4 separate regions of the Mus musculus genome follow, and all the other regions are linked to region 1. A link is a contact called in public promoter capture Hi-C data. All regions are on one chromosome and are shown on one strand. Each heading gives the region's core, a stretch centred on a gene start, on an enhancer-like site or on the middle of the called end of the contact. The rest is flanking DNA. Distances are from core to core; before and after follow the strand shown.

The links. Capture Hi-C pulls out chosen DNA fragments and counts their contacts.
Region 2: a promoter capture Hi-C map of liver shows a contact between it and region 1. The contact joins two enhancer-like sites. A contact is called at or near these places in 3 of 39 promoter capture datasets (the 3T3-L1 cell line, the C10 cell line and pre-B cells), 1 of 484 Hi-C or Micro-C datasets (CD4 T cells), 5 of 115 datasets of contacts at active chromatin or transcription factors (double positive thymocytes, embryonic basal ganglia, large pre-B cells and 2 more) and 2 of 9 other capture datasets (adipose tissue and liver).
Region 3: a contact with region 1 is called in a promoter capture Hi-C map of liver. The contact joins two enhancer-like sites. A contact is called at or near these places in 1 of 39 promoter capture datasets (cranial neural crest), 3 of 115 datasets of contacts at active chromatin or transcription factors (the 230-238 cell line, bone marrow-derived macrophages and large pre-B cells) and 2 of 9 other capture datasets (adipose tissue and liver).
Region 4: a contact with region 1 is called in a promoter capture Hi-C map of liver. The contact joins two enhancer-like sites. A contact is called at or near these places in 3 of 39 promoter capture datasets (the 3T3-L1 cell line and liver), 2 of 484 Hi-C or Micro-C datasets (the G1E-ER4 cell line and cerebellar granule neurons), 1 of 115 datasets of contacts at active chromatin or transcription factors (bone marrow-derived macrophages) and 4 of 9 other capture datasets (adipose tissue, embryonic stem cells, liver and 1 more).

Annotation. Positions count from the first base shown.
Region 1 is chr15:27,611,507-27,614,380 of GRCm38.p6, forward strand. It overlaps Otulin (OTU deubiquitinase with linear linkage specificity), which reads right to left. Exons shown (of 7, transcript NM_001013792.2): 5 at 6-131. Among named protein-coding and RNA genes, the nearest start is that of Otulin, 18 kb to the right of the region's middle. Within about 2 kb of position 1,500, at least 36 of the 459 cell types and tissues checked have an H3K27ac peak or open chromatin away from gene starts, as enhancers often do. A contact at or near this core is called in bone marrow-derived macrophages and liver, where this site is marked.
Region 2 is chr15:27,820,795-27,823,668 of GRCm38.p6, forward strand. Trio (triple functional domain (PTPRF interacting)) reads right to left here. Exons shown (of 57, transcript NM_001081302.1): 31 at 546-647. Among named protein-coding and RNA genes, the nearest start is that of Otulinl, 140 kb to the left of the region's middle. Within about 2 kb of position 1,482, at least 56 of the 459 cell types and tissues checked have an H3K27ac peak or open chromatin away from gene starts, as enhancers often do. A contact at or near this core is called in liver, where this site is marked.
Region 3 is chr15:27,784,110-27,786,983 of GRCm38.p6, forward strand. The region is part of intron 34 of Trio (triple functional domain (PTPRF interacting)); the gene reads right to left. Among named protein-coding and RNA genes, the nearest start is that of Otulinl, 100 kb to the left of the region's middle. Within about 2 kb of position 1,377, at least 169 of the 459 cell types and tissues checked have an H3K27ac peak or open chromatin away from gene starts, as enhancers often do. A contact at or near this core is called in bone marrow-derived macrophages and liver, where this site is marked.
Region 4 is chr15:27,443,589-27,446,462 of GRCm38.p6, forward strand. No RefSeq gene overlaps it. Among named protein-coding and RNA genes, the nearest start is that of Gm36899, 18 kb to the right of the region's middle. Within about 2 kb of position 1,388, at least 9 of the 459 cell types and tissues checked have an H3K27ac peak or open chromatin away from gene starts, as enhancers often do. A contact at or near this core is called in liver, where this site is marked.

The sequences.
Region 1 (2,874 bases), core at 250-2,749:
CAAACCTTCTTCCTTAGCAGGGCAAGGGATTCCTTAATTTTTTCAACCAGGTCCTCACTCTTCCCATCAAATTTCAGTCCAAGTTTCCACTGCTTGATCCAGGTATACTTGTTTATCAGCTTCTCTGGTAACTGGAATATCAAGAAACAGAGATAAAGAAGTGTCAGTGTTGCCAGATAGCTGAGACAACCGAAAAGGAAGACACCACAAAGCCTTCATACAAAACCTACCTTATTTCAAAAATTAATTCCTGCGAGAGGATCATATGGGTTGAGGATGGAGAATCTGAATATGGAAGTCACAATCTCAAAGCATAGCCACAGAGAAGGCTGCAAGGTTAAATGCTGTTGGTTCAAATCTACAGGAGTCCAGCCTGCAGAACTAACACAGGCAAGGACAGGCAAGGCGCAGATCTGAGGCTAAGCTAAGGAAGAATCCACACTGGGTCTTCACAGCGGTCCTCACTGCCTGTGGCTGCTGGGGACTACGGCAACCTTACCATACATTACATGGCTCAGCAAGGTGACTGCAGGCACGGAAGGTCCACGGTAGAGTCAAAGGCTGCTGCTCTTCCTGACAGTGAAGCCTAACTCCTGACAACCTTCCCACACATCCTTAATCCACAGCACAAGATGGGGAAGAGGAATGAGGCCCACAGCAGCGGGAGGGTGGGAGCAGCACCTTTCTAATGAGAGCCACAGGCAACTACTATGGCCCTCACGTCCTGTTCCTGTTCCTGGACTATTTCATTTGTCCCTACACAGCATTAGAATCTGGAATCTGAAGGCCACAATTCAAGCCATGACAGCATGAGAAACTCTATCTTCTCAAGAGTCCTGGGTGTGTCAGGATGAAAACCATAGACTACACTGCTAAGATTTCACCTGAGGTCCACTGAGATGGTTCCGCAACAGAGGTACACACAGACACACACACACACAGACACACACACACACAGACACACACACACACACACAGAGACACAGACACACACACACACACACACACGTACATGAAGGAAGGAAGGAAGGAAGGAAGGAAGGAAGGAAGGAAGGAAGGAAGGGAGGGAGGGAGGGAGGAACAAATAAATAAATAGGGGTAACTGGCACTATAAAAGAGAGATTTCATCCCTGGAGTCAGAATGTCCTATCCTAACACCGTGTGCTGAACTTGCTTAACAGTAATAGGCAGTTCAGAACAGAGCATGCTCAGTTCCACTAGAACCTAAGCCTCTGAGACGCCTTCATAAACAATAATTCTGATTGTGCTTTCTCAGTCTACGGCAATCATATGTAACTAAGATGACTTGTCTCTACAAAACTCAAAATCACAGTGACAGTGCTCTGTGTCAGTCAAGCGGAAAAGCCATCTAGTCATCGTATTGTACTGTGATAAATGACCTTTCACCTAAAGCTGCAACAGCCCCACTGTTCCCACAAGCCCTGCACTTGTGAGACATGCACAGGCAGTTTAATTAGTCTCAGACTTATCACCAGAACCTCATGTGCCCTCAAGTGGCAGCAACATGAAATTACACCCTGGCTCCAAGAAGTACAACTCAAGAGAAAATACTCCTCCAAAGCTATAAGGTCTGAGAGGAGGCAGGTGGCAGCCCGGGAAGAGCTGTGGCTCTGTAGCACTGGACAGTAACCTAAGGAGCAAGTACAACAGGCAACTCAGTTACTTTTGGTAGAAACAAGTTAGTTTGCTCATCTCAGTCACTCATTGGTCAGTCTGTTGATTAAGTGATTATCCAGGTCCAGCGTGGAAATCTTAGAAAAAAGTTAAAAAAAATGAGACTTAGAAAAGAAACCAAGTTAGAGGACCAACAAGACAGCTCTGTGGAGAAAGCACTGACCATGTAAACCTGCTGTCCAGAGTTCAATCCCAGGAGCCCACGTAAGCACAGATGGTGAGTAAACTCCACAATGCTGTCCTCAGACCTCTCCGTACACTCACTGTGGCAGGCAGGCAGACACACACACACACACACACACACATGCTCACTCACATACACACACACACTCACGCTCACTCACACACACACACTCACATACATACACACACACATGCTCACTCACACACACACACTCTCAGTCACACACACACAGGCTCACTTACATACACACACAGGCTCACTCACACACACACACACACTCACACAGACACATGATAATAAAAGTTTAGAAGAACTATTAGGAAAGAACATGGAGTTGGACTTATTTATTCAGAAGTTAATACAACTTTAAATGCTCTCATGGGTCACACATGGGGTCCACATAAATCACTATTCCTTTCTAGTAGGCACACAAGTCTGCCTTCTTTTGGAGTAAGAGCAAGCAAGAAGCAGACCGTGCATTTGAAGTCAGCTTAGTCTCCAGAGCAAGTTCTAGAACAGCCAGGATTACAGAGAAAACTGTCTTGGAAAAAAGAAAACTAAAGATAGCAAGAGAAGAGGAGGAAGGAGACTGAAGCAAGAAATGACGATGGTAACGGTTAAGGATCACTCGGTAGCTTAAGCACATTATCTGTGACTGGCCTAGAGCCCAGCCTGTTTTCTCTAACAAATATCTATAATCTTGATAACATGGCAACTGCATGTATCAAAAGCATCAACCTCAAAATGAAGTCACAAGGAGCTTTCGGGTCATTCTGTAGTAAGTGCTGTCACAGGTCTTATCCATTCACAGATGTTTACAAATACAGTGCACTTAAGAACTAAAAAGCTCCTAATAGAAAGGATACTCCCTTTTCACAAGTGAGGGGCTGATCCAGCTTTGGCCAGCTATGTCCAGGTTGGGGCTAGGGTCAGACGATCTGCCTGCAGTCAAACGGGCTGGTTCTGGACAGAAGTAAGAACAATCAGAAAGCCTA
Region 2 (2,874 bases), core at 232-2,731, 210 kb after region 1:
TTCACTGGAAACAATCCATTGTGACCACAGGAGCAAAGATCTTAGAAACATCGTGGCTTCCATGTGGTCCCTTGGCTGTGAAAGAGTGCTGCTCAGATGAGCAACTCAGTTTCTGGAAATACTAAAGCAAGACTAGAAGACTCGCAAAGGAGATGCAGTAAGTCCAGTCATCCACCAGCATCTCACCACACTCGGGCTCCTTTCAACAGCTTGCAGATCATGAGCATCCCTAAACCATCTCTGGTATTTCCAGACAGACCAAGAAGACAGCATCTGAGTTTTCTAAAATATCGATGAGGTTATCGCATGAGACACCTTTAGAGTTCTTTGCAGTTCCTAGGAAGAGTCAGTATACTAAAAACAGTTTAAATTAAAAGTGAATGAGAGAGAGAGAGAGAGAGAGAGAGAGATTGATTTTTGGCTTCACCAATTCCATCAGAGAACAAAAAAGTCAAATAAAATGACCTGCAATCAGCAAGAAAAGCAGCTTACATCACCACAATAAACGTTCACACTGTAAGCCAATAAGCTGTAAATTGACGTACCTTAAGGACAATTTTATTATCTGAAGTTGGCGTCCTCCCCACCCACAGTGCAAATTTGCAAGGATCTCCTTCAACGTGTTCTGTGACACCCAACTCTGAGGTCTGCATAAAACACAATTAGATAATTAGACAACGGTACGATTTTGGTAGGAGTAGACATGGAAAGAGGACAGCCTCTGGTGGTTGGTGGCCATGTGAAACACTTAGTCCAGTGCTTCTTAATCTATGGATTACAACCACCCCCTTGGAGGTCAGATAACTCCTTCATAGGGGTCGCCTAAGAACACTGGAAAACAGATATTTACATTAAAATTCATAATAGTAGCAAAAATACAGCTATGAGGTAGCACCATGAATACTTTTGTGGTTGGGGTCACCACAGTGTGAGGAGCTGCACGAAAGGGTCGGGTCAGTAGAAGGTTGAGAGCCTTAGGAGGTAGGAGGAAAGCCGGGGTGGACACGCGCGGGACACACTGTTCCCACCCTGAGTACTTCTGGAGATTGCAATGCAGCTTCATCAGCAGGATGTGCTGAGGAAACAGCCCAACCTTAGACACAAGCACGGGCTTTTCCTAGTCCAGAGAGGCTCCCACAACAGACTCTGAGCATACCTTGACAGAGGGCAAAAGGGCTAAACTCTGACTTCATCTACATCCTTAACTTTTAGTATTTCATCATGAAAACCCTGCCTGTGGACATATCCACAACAGGGCATCCTCCCCCCATGATGGAATCCGCCCCATGCCTCTCCCTCCAGCAACGGAAGTGACTCACAGGTTGGAACTGCAGAGGCAGCCTTGGTAGGAATCTTATTTTTTTTAAAATATAAATTAAACTAAGATGTATCAGTTTTTAAAACACACAAGCTTGCCTCCAAGGTCAGATTAAAGCCAGCAGTAAAGTGGCTGCTGGCCAGGATGCACTTATTAATTTCCAGCTGGACAGTGACCTATCTGACGTAAGGCCACAGTGATCCAAATGATAATCACAACCAGGGGACCGGCCAAAGATGGTGGACTGAAAACCGTTACCAGGAATTTTCAGATTCCAGATTATTATTTAAAAAGTTTCTACGCTTGGGAGTCTCTATTCTTTGGAGAGTTTGATTGACACACAAAAATCCCCAAAATTTGTAACATTAAGTCACCTGACTATTAGATACCGAATAATATTTTAAAGAGAGCTGACAGAGAGAGATCTGTGTGGCACTCTGGTTCCTTTATGATGGTAAGCTTGCCTTTATGTTCACTGGTTCTCTCTGCCCAACTCTGCCCAGCAACCCAGTGCTGGCAGCCCTCTGAGCAATAGCCTTGAGAAAGGTCAAAGTGCAGGGGATAAGAGTTTGTCCTGGCTTGGCTTCCAGAAAGCAGGCATGGGCTGGACCCAGCCAGGGCTGGCTAATGAGGAATGGTAGCACAATAGTTCTGGGTGTGCGCCTCTCCCCAGAAACACAATGACGAGCCAAAATATATCGCTAGAACACTCCAAAGGCCTCTGCATGGGCAGGGCTGGGGAGTCTTTCAAATGCTATTTTTGATTACATATTTTTCTGTGATAATGCCATTTTGCTATTATCAAATTTTCAAAAATTTGTTCTTACATTTACTTTGCATAAATTAATTTCTAATGGAGAATAATTAAATCTTCGTTATTATGGATCTGTAGTGAGCGCAGCAAGTAAGGGAGCTTACATACGTTTTGATGTCTGTACTGGCTGGTTTTGTGTCAGCTTGACACAGGCTGGAGTTAGTTATCACAGAGAAAGGAGCTTCAGTTGAGGAAATGCCTCCATGAGCTCCAACTGTAAGGCATTTTCTCACTTAGTGATCAAGGGGGAAGGGCCCAGCCCATTGTGGGTGGTACCATCCTTGGGCTGGGAGTTCTGGGTTCTATAAGAAAAAAAACTGAGCAAGCCAGGGGAAGCAAGCCAGTAAGCAGCATCCCTCCATGGCCTCTGCATCAGCTCCTGTCTCCAAGTTCCTGCCCTGTGTGAGTTCCTGTCCTGACTTCCTTTGGTGATGAACAGCAATCTGGAAGTATAAGCTGAATAAACTCTTTCCTCCTCAATTTGCTTCTTGGTCATGATGTTTGTACAGGAATAGAAACCCTGACTAAGACAATGTTATGAATTAAAAAAATTAAATTGATATGAATCCTTGCTTAGGGTAGGACATCATCTATTTACACAGCAGCAGTTTTCAACCTGTGTGAGGGTTGCTCCTCCCACTGGGGTCACGTATTAGATATCCTGTATCTATATTTACATTATGATTCATAATAGTAGCAAAATTAGTTATGAAGTAGCAACAACAATGGTTCTATGTTTGGG
Region 3 (2,874 bases), core at 127-2,626, 170 kb after region 1:
TTGACTACAAGGTGGCACGCAGAGGCGTTTTCAGCTGTGCTTCTGAGAATAAAAGGTGTCAATGAGGAAGACATGGACTTGCACACAGGATGCCTAGAGGAACACACATCCAGTCACTCAGGGCTCGATGTGAGGATGCTCAGCTGCTTCTATTCCCTGGGGGTTTTCCGGTTGTTATAGTTGGGCATCCTGAGCCAATCCTTCACATTCGCATGGTCTTAGGAGAGAACTGCAAGAAATTAACCGGAGCCTCCGGGCTGTGGCTGCCCAGTCCCCACCCCCATGCCTGCGGGCAGGAAGAGGAAATAGGGGCTCCCTGGACAGATTCCAGAGCTCATTGCTCCAAGCTCCCCGTGTTTATGGACTTGCTCACTCACCCCAGAGGCCAACCCCGAGCACCTGGAGGAAATTCTTCAGAATGAAAAGCCATAAATCTGTGTTCTCCTTACAAAGATAGACCAAAGAGAGATTGCAGCTCACCAGCAAGATGTCTGGAAAAGTCAATTCGGGGTGGCTAGGGCTCCCTGCAAGGAGAGTCCCATGGCTGATTACTAATATCTCAGGACTCTACATGTGCTGTAAAATCAGCTGTAACCTTAAATGTAATTTCACAGCATTTCTTTCCTGGATGTATTTTCCATCAAGCATGGAAAACCTTTTCCCACAAAAGTGAGAGAACAAAATAGTTTTATAAATGTATTTCGCTTAAAAAAATCAATAAACAAATTTCAATGAGAATTCTGAAGTGCTGGTGGGTGTATGGGAGGAGGGGGGAGGTGCCATGAACCACAGACCATGCTCTCACAAGGACATATATCCAAGGTCATGCGTAGAGTGAGGAGAGACAGAACACTGGTTCTGTTTTCCACAGAACTGGTCCCTGGGGCACTCATGCACGCACATGCACCATGCTGTAAACTTTGAATGAGTTGGTGGTATGTAAGTGGGAGAAAATTGGAGAGAGACTTTAGACTGCTCAATCGTTAATGTGAAACAGCCAGTCTGCATGGCTGAAACAATCCTCCGGCGACACTTTGGTATTTGTTTATTCACACTGAGCTGAATATCCTGTGTTTCCATCCTTTAGAACAGGTTCGAAAAGATTTGAAACCAAATTCAGTGCTTACTGTGTGGATCTGTTCACTGTTAGGAAGGACTCTTCCACAGTTTGATGCAGACTAAGAGATATGCAGAGTGCTGGGCTGGGTCCCAAAGGGAGTAGCTAACTCAGAACGAGCCTGAGCCGCCTCAACAGCCACCATCTTATTGATACAAGACTTGCTGGAGTTACCAAGGGTTTATTTAAGACAGTGTATAGGAAAACCCCAGCACAGCGGAGTGGAAGTGAGGCAGGAAGTCCCTCCCCTTGCCAGGAAACTCTTCACGGTTCATAGCTACAGGAAAGTCTGTTTTCTTCAGTGGTGTGATACTGGGCATATCAATCACACAGACATGGGTTTTTGTTTTTGAGAGAAAGAACATGAAGCTGGGTGGGTATGGAGATCTGGGAGGAGCTGGGGGAGGGAGAGAAATATGACCAACATAATGTCGTATGAAATTCTCAAAGGAAAAAGTAAACATTAAGAAAAAAACAGCAATAGAAGCTAAGTAGCCCAGGCTGGCACGGAACCAGAGTCCTGTCTCAGCCTCACTTGACCTCTCCTTATTGCATTCCCTGATAACTGTTTACATTCTCCTGCTAGAGCTGTGTAAGGTTCCACACTGCAGCAGCAGCAGTGAGATCCGCCCCTGTGGACAGGAGCCAAGCCCAACCGATCGGCTCCCTGTAGCACCGTGCTATCCCATTCACTTTCCTCAAAGCGCAATGCCCAGATATTTGCCCGTGTATAAAATGGTACTCTTGACAGGCATAAAAAAAATCTGCTTTAAAATGTATTTCCTGGCTAGGAGTCCGAATCCATTTTTCTGCTCAAGCCTGATGGATACTTGATCTCCTGTAATCAATGCAGAGGAAGAACCAGTGGATATTAAAATATCATCCTGATATCATGCTGGGAAAGGCATCTGGAGTTCCTGTCCTGAGTGATGTGGGAGGGACAAACTGGACTTCCATCGTTTTTTATCCACCCTTTAACGTGAAATAGTATTTTATTTTCTTTCAGAATCTACGTCAACTTAGTGCTGACTTTGAGACTATCTCTTAAAACTTCTTAGTAATTTAACAATTATCAAAATAATAATGTGTGCAGGGAATAATAGCACAATCACCCTTCATTATGAAGTAAGAAGTCTAGTAATTTCCTGTAGTAAGAATTCTTAAAGGACTAAATATTCTAGGACTCAAAGGTCCCTCTATAGGAAGAGGCTGCTCTGCCTCAAGATCCAAGTCTTGTTCTCAGCTGCTCGCTGAACCGCCTGGGGCGCTCAGGGTTGCCAGGAGGGAGGGATGCTGCACCGGTCGGTGCTCCTGCTTTGCAGTCGAGGATGACCAAGTTCATGGAGATGAGGTAATCTCCATGGCACAGGGGCCAGGGCTCCCTAGTGGTCCAGACTCTGCATCAGACTTTGACATTACCAATTGTTTTTTTCTGCATCAGTTATTTTTAATCAAGTGAGCTCATGCCTCATCTACGTGCATCTTCCCGCCACAGGAACGCCACTGCCCAGTGTCCCGAATGGGCAGATCAAGGTCACAAGCCTTCCCAAAGTGAGGGCGTCACCTCTCAAGGAGGACCACTCTGGGACAATGTAATTAACACAAATGGGATAAAAACATCCACTGTCACATGCCAGTGACTTAAAATGTCCATGACAGCTTTGTGAACGGAAACTATGAAGAATGCTATAGAAAAACCATGCTTACAGCAGCAAATTCAACACCCACAGACAGGGTCAGGACTTACCTCCTTAAGG
Region 4 (2,874 bases), core at 138-2,637, 170 kb before region 1:
AAATCCCCATCACCCAAGTAAAAATCGAAGTGTGGTGAAGTACACCTGTTATCCCAGTGCTGGGGAGGGGCGATAGGAGGGTCCTGGAGACCGCTGAGCAGCTAGTCTTGAGGAGTTGGTGAACTTAAGGTTCAATGAGCTCAAAAGCAAGGTCAGAGAAGTTAAGAGCACTTCTTGAGGAGGGCCTAGGTTCAGCTCCCAGCACCCATGACAGCTCACAAGCTCTTGTAACTCCAGTTCCAAAGGATCTGATTGACTTCCATGGAATTCTGCATATATGTACCCTCAGACACACATATGTACACATAAAATAAAGAGATTTAAAAAAAAAATAAGAGGAAGAGTGATAAAGGGAGACACTCAAAAGTCCACTTCTGACCTTCACATGTGCTCATGCACACACACACACACTCACACACACCACACACACATACACACTCACACACCACACATACACACACTCACACACACCACACACACACACACATACACACTCATACATACCACATACATAGACATACATGTACCACACACACATACACACTCACACACCACACATACACACTCAAACCACACACACACACACACACACACACACGAATGGTCAAAGCTGAGCATGGAAGCTCACTCCTAAAATTTCAGCATACAGAAAGGTGAGGCAGGAGGTTTGCCATGAATTCAAAGCCAGCCTGGGCTATACAGTGAGTCCCAGGTGAGCCTTGGTGGTGAGATCCTTTCTCAACAACAGGAAAAAGAAGAAACATCATTTCAATGGGCACTGCTACTCTTTAATTCAAGACATGGGACTTCGGTCCCTGCGTGGCTTGGGGCAAGTCCCTTGATGTCTCTGTGCTCAGAGGCCACAGCTGCAGGATGAAGAGCCAACAACATTTGATCAGTTTTAAGATTCAATGAGAATCAGCAACAAGTTTTAGCTTCAATAAACCTGTAGTTTATTGCCAGGGCTGTTGCTTTATTGGTAGGCTGGCTACTAGAATGGTAATTTGTAACTTTAACCATCCCTGGGCAAGGTGTATGTGAGGGAGATTTTGTGAAACCCCCTATGACTGAGTTAAAGTCTCCATATTTTCCTTCAAAGAGTTCACAGCCACCAGGATGCCCCACTAAAAGAAAAGAAGGCCAAGGACAGAAAACCACCATTGTACGACAGACAGACTTCCCTGGAGGCCAATGAGTGGCAGAGGACTGACAATCCTGGAAAGGAAGGAAGCTAGGAGACACCTCACAGAGGTGAGGTCTCAGGGCTGTTGGGGAATATAAGGCCTGAGCAAAGAGATGGGCTAGGCTGTGACATGAGAACTAGACGGAGTGACAGCGACGTTTCTAGTCTGTGCAGGTTAAAGTCCGGCAGCCTGCACTCTCCCCATCAGTGGGTCAGCCTGGTTATTGATTGAAGAGCTGGCCTTCACGAGAGCAGTTGTTTCTCGTTGCTATTCCATCTGTTTGTTAGGGCAATCCTAGGAAAAATCTATTTAGTGCTGACCTTGATCTAAGGGAGCGGTGCTTCCTGCAGTGGGGGGGGGGGGGCGGGGGCAGTAGGGAAGGGAGGAGACACTGCAGCAGACAGCTCTCAGTAGATCCTGTACAGAGTTGTTACCATAGTGCATGGTTGACAGGGTCCTAGTTGAGTACTTGAAGCTCTGATTGTTAGGTCCCCCAATAAACACCATGGCATTGAAGTGAACTTGGGGGCAGTTACAGGGCTGATGGCAAGTCTATGTTTTAACCAGCTCCCCGGGGCAATGGTAAGAGAGCCCACTAAGATACAAGAAATACTCTCTTGGCCCAACTCTGTTAATAAAAGGCCAGTATACCAGAGGTGATGGGTTTCAAAACATGATGGCTTGAACTCAAAGCACCCACCCTAATTTGATCCCATTCCTTGCCCTATTACGTTACTTGCAAAAGAACCCACTGCCCTGCCAAGATATCGATATCCCCGGTAATCTATAGCCTCTGGGGTTCTCTCATTTTATAGGAGAGCTCAGGGACCTTAGATGGGTTGCCTGGATCAGTTAGGTTCAACTCCAGAGTTCCTTTATGATATCACAAAGCCCATCACCTGCCACAGCTGAGAAGAAGAACCGCATGAGACACTCAGATTCCTGGTTGGAAAGGACTGTTTCAGGCTCCAGGGACTTTTCATCCCCTTCCCCAGCTGCAACAACCCATTGAGTCCATAAATTCCACAGTAGGTCTACTCCTCCCAACCTTCAGTTATTTGTCTTTTAAATCCAGTTTTGCCAAGATCAGGGACCTTTACGTCATCACCTGGGGGCATCTTGTCCTATGGTTGGGAGCCTCTTCAGGCCACAGAGCTAAGTGGAGTTGTTGAGGCTGGGATCACAGAGGTTTCTGTGGGAACGGGCACCACACTACAATAGTAGAAGCATCTGGCTGTACATGGGCAGAGGGGACATTGACATTTGTCAGATCGTCCGGTCAATACGCTAGAGTCGTTATAGTCAGCACCTCGTGGTTTCCCAGTGACATTCCAATGCCAGATTATGCTTCAGATGTTCCACAAGAAGAGACTGAGGCTGGGCTGGGGGAAGTCCTCAAAACCGGTGGTTGGCAATCACTTCCCAGCTGTGAATGCCTGACCCTGAGCAACCTTCTCATAAGGTGGAGGCAAAGAATGAGTCGTATCAATCACAATCCTTCCACTGTTTCTGCAAGTCTCTCTAAATGTTTGTGATTCAGAATAAGTATGTGGACTCTAAAATCCAATACTGTGCACAAGTACACACACACACACACACACTCGCACGCATGCTTATATTTGTGTATGCATACCATTGTTTTGACAAGTGTGTGCCCGTGGAGGCTGGAGGTTGACATCAGTGTCTACGT